Linked DNA regions of Pan troglodytes: region 1 is linked to region 2. A link is a contact called in public Hi-C data. All regions are on one chromosome and are shown on one strand. Each heading gives the region's core, a stretch centred on a gene start, on an enhancer-like site or on the middle of the called end of the contact. The rest is flanking DNA. Distances are from core to core; before and after follow the strand shown. Region 1 holds the start of HOXA1 (homeobox A1). Region 2 overlaps SKAP2 (src kinase associated phosphoprotein 2).

Region 1 (4,687 bases), core at 532-3,031, 400 kb after region 2:
GCTCCCCAGATAGGATTAGAAAGGAAGAAAGAGACTGTAAATGGAAAGAAAGATAAGCTAAGCATGTGCTTTGGGTAAGAAGTCCCAGCCCAAGGAGATGCCTGGGCTGTTGTCTGGGGCTGGAGCCGCCTCAGTGGGAGGTAGTCAGAGTGTCTGAGGTAGAAGACCCCGGGGAAGGAACGCAGGGCGAAGAGCTGGACTTCTCTGAGGATTCCTCGGCCTTCTCGTCGTTTCCTGGCGGGGTGGCCGGAGAGATGGGCAAGAGACCCTCCTTCTCACGTTTCTTTTGCTTCATTCGGCGGTTCTGGAACCAGATCTTCACTTGGGTCTCGTTGAGCTGCAGGGATGCAGCGATCTCCACCCTGCGGGCGCGCGTCAGGTACTTGTTGAAGTGGAACTCCTTCTCCAGTTCCGTGAGCTGCTTGGTAGTGAAGTTGGTGCGCACCGCGTTGGGTTGACCCAGGTAGCCGTACTCTCCAACTTTCCCTGGGGCAAAGTGGGAAGCCATGAGACGGAAATGTAAAAATTTTAAAATCGACTTGAGATTCCCCACACGCTTCATGGCAACACTCAGGTAAAGAAAAGATCAAGAACTCAGCACAAATCGGGCTGTGGAGGGTGAGTGATGAGGTGTAAAGTGTTAACCTGATGTAAACCATTAGCATGGTCAGACCGGTGATTAATGGAGCCTTAAGATATTAACAGAACACTACCGTCACAATAACCACCCCCACATACTTCCTATTTCCCAAATGTATAAAATCCTTGAAAACACACCAATCCCTGAGACTTCTTTGCCCCAACACCTCTGGGCACCCTCTCCATGCACTACAACACTAGTCTGATACAAAAGCCTTAAAAAAAAAATCATTATTAATTTCCTTGGAAATTAAGCATACCAGCTCCTTCCAGAATAATCAAGGAGCATCCACCAACCAGCAGGACTGACCTGTTTTGGGAGGGTTTCTTTTGACTTTCATCCAGTCAAAAGTCTGCGCTGGAGAAGATGTCTCCGATGCAGGGGAGCGACAGGCTTCTTGGTGGCTGGCGTGGAGAGGGGACAAGGAGTTATTATACGTAGCCAGGGCCAGGCTCTGGTGCTCCTGTCCATATGAGTGGTGAATGTATTGAGGCGAGCCCACCGCGCCCCCAGCATAACCCTGGTGGTGGTGGTGATGCTGGACCATGGAAGATGAGAGATTTCCAGAGTAAACAGCGGGAGCGCACTGGGGGTACCCACCACTTACGTCTGCTTCCTGATTTAACGCGTAGGGGCTGTAAGGCGCACTGAAGTTCTGTGAGCCATAGCTTGGACCACAACTCGAGTGGGAGTAGGACACCCCCAGGTTCCCGGAAGTCTGGTAGGTAGCCGGCTGGGGGTGGTGATGGTGGTGGTGGTGGTGGTGGTGGGGCGAACCGATCTGCACCCCCCTGCCCATTAGGAAGCGGTCGTCGCCGCCGCAACTGTTGGCACTGACCGCGCACGACTGGAAAGTTGTAATCCCATGGTCCGAGGGGTAGGCTCGGGCTGGGCAGGTCCCCGAGTCGCCACTGCTAAGTATGGGGTATTCCAGGAAGGAGTTCATTCTTGCATTGTCCATCTGTCACTGAGTGACCTGGTCCTGCGAAGCCCGGCGTGACTGTGCCAACTTTCTCACTTCCTCCATGGGGCCGGAGAAGAAAAATGATATGAATGTACAGTGCGCAAGAGGGGGGGCGGGAGGGCGGAGGACGCTGGAGGAGGGGCACGTGACGGTGTCAGCCAATGGCTGAGCCTCCTGCAAAAGTTTGCCGGCTTCCGCAGTGATGGATCACCGTTTCAGTGGCATTTAAATCCCCGGCGCTCCGCCGTCTAGGTGACGCGCAGTCGCCCCCCCAGGCAGCCTAGGCGGCGGCAGCTGCTGCGGCGACTGCAAAGGCCGATTTGGAGTGCTGGAACGAAGAAGAGCAAAAGCTGCCTTCTGCGCGCGCCCGACTCCGCTGCCCGCCCCGCCAGGCCTCCGGGAGGTGGGGGCTGGGAGGCGTCCCCCGCTCCCGCCCCCTCCCCACCGTGCAATGAAAGATGAACTGGCGAGAGGTGAGAAGGGAAGAGGGCTCCCGGCTCTCTCGGGGCGGGAATCAGTGGGCCAGAGCTCGCCGGGTGGCCGCAAGTACGCCGGCCCAGCCCGCAGCGCGCCCAGCCGGAAGGCGGGGAATCCGGCTGACACCGCGCCCCGGGTTCCCAGGTCACCTCCTCTGTTCTGAGGCTGGGCTGGGAGACCGTGGGGCTGTGAGGAGCGCATAGAACCGTGGTGGAGGGCGAGGCTGGGCCACCGGCCCTTCAAGCTCGGAATGGAGGGGGAAGAGCGCAGAGGGCTGGCTGGGAGGAACTTGGGTGGGCGTGAAGGAGACGAGGGCAAGAAAAGAAACTTCCCTTCTTCCAGGAGGGTCTTCGAAACCCTCTCCCCACAGCCCCTCTCGTCATTAGCATGGCAATGAGGAGTTTCTGTAATTCGACTTGGAGGGGCGGATGAGCCCTGGAAACTCAGAGCTCGCCGGAAAAGGCCGGGGGCGGCCGGGCTCTTCTTCCCCACCTTCCCTCTCTCGTCGCTCTCCGCCCCTTTCTCTTTCCCACTCAGTTTTGCACCGGGAGCCCTCCGGGATGCGGAGCTACTCGACCGCCGGATTTTTAGGGGTAGGAGGCGGGGGAGAGAGAGATGACGCTGGCGGACGTGGCCAGCGTGGGGGCCGGGCCGTGCGCTGCAGGCCATCTGCCGGCGCCCCGAGACCCAGGAGCCTCCGCGCTCCCGCGTGGGCCTCACAGGGCCGGTCCACAGCTCCAACATAGTAGCTGAACTCCCTTCGTTGCGTTCCTCTTTTTCTGGAGGGGAATGTTAGAAGAGAGAGAGAGCTTCCTTTTATAACCTTCCTCATTCTGCTGCACGTCTAGAGTGGGTGTGGGGGCTGGCAGGTGGGAGGGGCGGTGGACAAATGGCTGATGGTGGACGGGACACTTTACCCCAACGACACCTCCTCCCCTTTCCAACTGGCTGTGTAGTTGCTTATGAGAACCTTCAAGTCCTTCCCTAGAGAGACACATGCAAATCTGAGCGTCATCCCAGGCCAGGGGTCCTGTTCCTCATCACCCTACTTCCCTGAGGCTGCTGAGGTCGTTAAATTGTTGTTTACTATTAGGTTTCACGTCAACCCTGGGCTTGTAGAGAGAAAAAGCCAAACGGAGACCAAGAATTGATGCAGTCTTGGGTAGGAGAAATCGAGAGCTTGTCCAGGAAGCTTTGCTGTATAAATTATAAGCAATGCTGTATAAATTTTACTCCAACCATGTGTACAATGTTGGAATCAGATGAAATTTATAGTGAATGAATGTATGTGGGTTTGGGGTTTCCACTCCCCTTCAGCCTTTCCTCCCCTGTTAGAACAAGGAAGGTTTTTTTTTTTTTTTCAAGAAAGGTACATTTCAAATATGTTAGTCACCCTTTCAGTCTTCTGTATTCTGTTCTCCACGTACCGAAGTTCCCCCAAACCTGTCCTCTCAAGAGAGAAAACCCATGCTGACTCTGGACTCCCTCAGTAACAATGAAACATTCTCCCCAAACATTTCCTTTCAGAATAGTATTTGTGACTTTGATCCATCCCAAGCATGGTTAAGAGGGAGCACGAGCAGGAAAGGCCCACTTTCTGGGGTTGGGCAGCCACCCCTGCCCCAGTTTCGGCTCCTGGGAATCCTCCGACTGGAGAAGGGGAAAGGCAAGGCAGTCCTCCTGGAGGCGGCTTCCTTGGGAGCACCAGCTTCCAGCGGCGGGGAGAGAAGGCGCTCCTGTGGGAGAGGGGGCAGGATGTGAGTAGGTCGGTGCTGGCTATGCGAGCAATCCTCCCTCCAAGCCTGAGCAAGTCGGTACATTTTCCCCCGCTGCCTCATTCCTGTACCTTGGTTGCCCTCCTCAGCCTGGGTTTGCAGGACCCCCTCGGCTGCAGGGCGCCTGCCACAAAGCCGACCCCGGCAGGAGCCACTCTCTCTGCTAGTTCGCTGCCTCGGCGCTGCTCTCCCTCAGCCTCTCTTCTTCTCTCCTGGCCTCTTTTCTGGGGCATCCTGGGTGGAGTGTTTTTCTTGGGATCACGAGCTTGCACTCGCACACAGGCCCGCAGACACACAGGCCCGGCGGCCGCCCTTCTCCGCTTGCTGTTCCCGGCTCCCCGCAGGCCGGGTGCTCGCAGCCGGGCTGGCTATGCCTCGCCTGGCAGCCCAGAGCGCCGCTTCCCGGGAACGGCACACAAAGGCAGCCTCCCCTGGCCTCTAGCCCTTAGGCTTCTGTAGCTCAGTTCTTTCCCCACACCCCTCCCCCAAGAAATTCTGGGGGCCGTTCCACCGAGTAGGAGATCCTTGGCCCTCTAGGCAAGTAGGTCAGCGCCCCAAGACTGGAGCTGGTCTCTTTCAACGCCTTGGGAGACTGGGTGAAAGGCGAGCTTGGTTACGCTTAAAATGATCGCCTACAAGCGGTTCTCTTGGCTCAAAACGCCTCTTTCAGGGCTCTTATGCTAGAAAGGAAAGGAATAAGGAGGAGACAAAATGACGCCGAGGCCCTGAACTGTTCATGGCATCCGCGGCTCAGCCAAGCTGTTGTTTTAAAAGAGCAATAAAAATGAATTATGACTAAACGCCTTCTAACTTAATGCTTTCGGACGGGGA
Region 2 (4,408 bases), core at 819-3,318:
AGCTAATTTATGCAACTAAATCTCCTTTGTGCAGAAATGAAAGCTAATTGAGTCATTACAAAGTAATTCAGGAAGGAATACCTTGTATAAATTGGCTTACTTTATAAATCCTTCTCAAGTGGTTTTCATGCATCCTAAATGGGACTAAGCAGCTTATCAGCCATAAGATACCCAAGCCAAAAATGCCAACTTTGGGGAGCTGTGTAAACATCTTTAGAACAGTAAGAACATGGATAAAATGAAAGTGAACAAAAGCAAAATAAGGTTTGCCAAGAAGCTACACAATTCATTACCTGAGGTGTGATGGACACTATCCTGACTCATCTTCCTTTGTTCTTCCACTTTCACTGGAGCACTGTCCTCTTCTTCTTCTGTAAATAAACATTATCAATGGCACACTGAAGGGTTTTCTCAGGGATAATACTACAGTACTCACTCAATTTTAAAAGCAAAACTAAAAGTTTATAACACATAAACATTATTTTTCAAAGAATAAAATAACTCAAGATTCACAGTCCTTTTTCGACAATCTAACACTGAATAAATAAAATACTAGCTACTGCCAAATAGCAACCTTTCCAACTTTCCAAATAGCAAACTTTCCAACTTTCCAATAAAATACTAGCTACTTCCAAATAGCAATCTTTCCAACTGGCTTGGCAAAATTTAAGATATGTACTAATGCACTGCATGTTTTGTTTTAAATACTTTTAGAAACTCATCTGGAACAATCTTAATTTCAGGAAAACCCTTAAATCCAGTAAAGTAACACCCAGCGTTATACTGATACACCACATTGTACTGTGTGGCAGGAGTATCATATATAAAATCATGGTCCCTAAAACATCATATAGCAAGGAGAAATGTGTGATTAAAAATGCAGTTAACCTATAAATCATTTATTGAGTATCATATAATTTCATACGTTTTCTCACTTAATCTTCACAGGAAGATACTATAATGATCTTCATCCTTTGAGGTAATTCCCCCAAAATTATACCAAGGACCTATTATGTGTCATACACAATGCTGGATGTTAAAATCTCATAGACAAATAATTTTTAATCCTCATTCTACAGACAAGTTTATTTTTAGAGACTCAAAAAGGTGAAGTAACTTCCAAAGTGTGTCATTCGAACTTAAGTTTGTGATTATAAAGTCAATGTTCTTTATCCTACATATAATCAGTGCTCCATTTACATTTGTTCCACACTCACCTATACCATTCCTTCCCCAAATTATGCAAAGAAATAAGATAAAATTAAATGAGAAGAGCTTTAAATAGACTTAATAAACTAATTCATTTACACCAAGAAAAATATTTATTACATGATTTTTCCTCACCTAAGGATTTGCATACAAACCTAGAAATACTTAAGGCAGGACATATAAACAAATGGCATGCCAAAGAAAAACTGGATTCAAAGAGAATCATAATTTCAAGAAAACTCCTAAAACTTTAAAGAAAAATATGCAAAATATATAAATGTAGTCATTGTAACTATTCAATCAATCAGTCAATCAATCTTCATTGGATATTAACTAACTGTGAGACAGAAGAGATCTACCAAGGAGGTAAAAGTAACAGGAAGCCTCTGCTCACAGGAAGCTGACAGCACAGATGGGACAGAAGACAAGCTCTAAAGGAAAACAGGCTGAAGGGGCCTAAACCTGACAAGTGATGCACAAAGCACTGAAGAAGTGCAGCAGAGAAATCCCCCAACTAGGGAGCACCACGGAGGCTCCAAGGGATGGAGAGAGTTTAAATAAGGAGAGAGGATAAGAAGGATATTTCCGGAGGGATAGGTATGATCTTTAAAAGAAAAAGGCATGTTCATATTCATTTTGACTAAAGAATCTGGTACACATAGGGGAAGAGCTGGGTAGGAGTTACGCTCATAGTTTGGACCAGCTGTTGAGGGGCCATGAACATCTTGTTATGGACTGCAGGCTTTTATTTGGTGGGCAATAAGAGCCTTAGAAGGTTTTTTGAGCAGAGAAAGGGCAGGACTGAAGCTATGCTTCAGGAATGGACATCTGATCCCATTGTCTCAGACAGCCTAAAAAAGGGGCGGGGAGAGAGACTACTGTGGATAAAGGGGAAGTCCTGAACTGAAGGGGCAAAGGAAATGGAAAGGAGATGGTTATAAGAGGTAAAGGAACTAGAATGGATAAGCTTTGTGCCTGAATGTGGAGGAATGAGGGGGGAAAAAGAGCAACAAAGGATGGCTAAGGTTTTGAGCTTAGTTAACTGAGAAATGGACATATTATTACTAAAAGGAGGATAGCCAAAATAATCTATCTTACTGGGGAACACAAAGAGTCGTGTTTTCAACAGGAGGAATTTAATGTATTGGTGAGGCAACCCAGAGAACATGTCTGGGCAACTGCAAAGTATGGTAGAGCAGTCAGGACTACAGGTGGAAATTTAGGAGTCTCCTGAAAATGTTAAATGGGGATGAATCAAAATCAGCATTTCAACCAAGCTTGAGGGTAGCTGTACTTACACGACAAATAGAACTGTTCTGAATTTCTGTAACTCAATTCAAACAAAATAATGACAACTCCAATATAAGGGACACCTGAAAATATCTGGCATTTTATTCATATTGTTAAACATAACACTGACAATTTAATATGGTTCAGTCAAATATATAGAAGACCTAATAAAAGTATACCACTCTTTTAAAAAGTATCCTGTCTCTTTTCTTTTTAACAATAGTTATCTCACTTATGCCAAACCTTAAAGGCTAGCTTTAATAAATGGGTTAATAGGGTGTTTCCATATAAATTTTTAAAGGTAGAAGGAACGTTTACAGTCATTATTCCAACCTACTCATTTTATTGACAGATAATTTGGTAAAAGGTGAAGGAGAAAGCTTTCCTTACTTTTCACACTTTCTTTCCATAGCACCCACTCCCCTTTTAATTTAGTCACAAATTCAATAGTAAGAAATAAATTAAAAAATGGATAAAGGCACTCGTCCTCAGTCAAAAGCTATAACCGCATCAAAACAATAAGTATTATTAGTGGCTTTTAAGAAGAGACTGTGGGGGCTGGGCATGGTCGGTCACGCCTGTAATCGCAGCACTTTGAGAGGCCCAGGCGGGTGGATCACCTGAGATCAGGAGTTCGAGACAAGCCTGGCCAACATGGCAAAACCACGTCTCTACTAAAAATACAAAAACTAGCATGGCATGGTGACAGGCGCTTGTAATCTCAGCTACTCAGGAGACTGAGGCAGGAGAATCGCTTGAACCCGGGAGGCGGAGGTTGCAATGAGCTGAGATCGCGCCACTGCACTCCAGCCTGGGCGACAAGAGTGAAGCTCCATCTCAAAAAAAAAAAAAAAAAAAAAAAAAAAGAGACTGTGGGATTTAGATTTCACCACCCAAATCAGCATGAACATATAAAAATTCATTACAAGACTTAATGAAAAAACTCTGCTCTTTGACAAAGTTAACAATGAATTTAGAAGTATTTGTTACTATGAATTTTTTATTTTATTAAAACTTAAGTGCCAGTAACATGTGCTCTGGATTGTATATTGGTGTCAGAGAGCTTTGTTCTTAGAAATATGCACTCTTAAATTATCAGAATAATGATATTAAAAGTATTTACTTAAGAATTAATGTTTACTATAAAATATCCAAATTGAAATCCATGTAAGATGCCATTTAATAAGCAGATTTTAGAGGATGAGATGCTCATTAAGGACACTTCCTTTTTCCATTTTAAACCTGGTAGCGATATTTTTAAACCAAAGCTTAATGCAGTTAATATATCAATTTTTCTTAACAATATTTAAACAACTCATTTTATCTTGGCTAACAATACAAATAGCTTCCATATAAAAGATAACAAAATCAAATATGGTGTATGTTTTTGAATCTTAGGCAGGGAAAAAAACCTCAGACTGAACCTTGAATAGAACTTGGCACAAAGGAGATGTTCGATAAATACAGAATAAACAAATGGATTAAAAAAATCATACAAATAAATCTTAACATATTCATTTATTAATAGAATAAAGCTCTTAAAAACATGTAAGAACAAGTGACCAAAATTCTAGGCAATAATCACCTTCACAATATATTAGAAATATATACATTCACATATTTTTTTATTTAGGTTTATTATTAAATATGTATTATTTTGGTGTTGAGGCACAATGTCATTGTACAATACTAATTAATACCTCAAATAGTCAATGTTTGTGAGTTAATATATTCCATTCAACATTTTAATAACAGTAAACAAAAACAGCTCAGCTATGCAGTAAAATCCATCAAACCACACAGATGGTTATAAGGTTTTCATTATGTGGTTTCCATAGCAATCATATTGCAAACCTGGAAGCTTCTTGCAAATAAGCAGCTTGTATTTACATGCCTCTCAGCTGCAGCA

What was found. A called contact is a pair of places that touch in the nucleus more often than the background predicts.
Region 1: a contact with region 2 is called in a Hi-C map of induced pluripotent stem cells, with 2.5 times the contacts expected there. The contact joins the promoter of HOXA1 here to the enhancer-like site in region 2. A contact is called at or near these places in 1 of 7 Hi-C or Micro-C datasets (induced pluripotent stem cells) and 1 of 1 other capture datasets (stem cell-derived neural stem cells).

The regions. Positions count from the first base shown.
Region 1 is chr6:32,898,432-32,903,118 of NHGRI_mPanTro3-v2.0_pri, forward strand. HOXA1 (homeobox A1) reads right to left here and starts at 1,782. Exons shown (of 3, transcript XM_063815279.1): 1 at 1,248-1,782; 2 at 950-1,044; 3 at 1-486. The coding sequence starts at 1,601. The coding sequence ends at 985. It overlaps LOC134810527 (a long non-coding RNA gene), which reads left to right and starts at 1,821. Exons shown (of 3, transcript XR_010158824.1): 1 at 1,821-2,077; 2 at 3,609-4,687.
Region 2 is chr6:32,494,768-32,499,175 of NHGRI_mPanTro3-v2.0_pri, forward strand. SKAP2 (src kinase associated phosphoprotein 2) reads right to left here. Exons shown (of 13, transcript XM_009452811.4): 10 at 294-371. Among named protein-coding and RNA genes, the nearest start is that of SKAP2, 170 kb to the right of the region's middle. Within about 2 kb of position 2,069, at least 1 of the 24 cell types and tissues checked has an H3K27ac peak or open chromatin away from gene starts, as enhancers often do. A contact at or near this core is called in induced pluripotent stem cells, where this site is marked.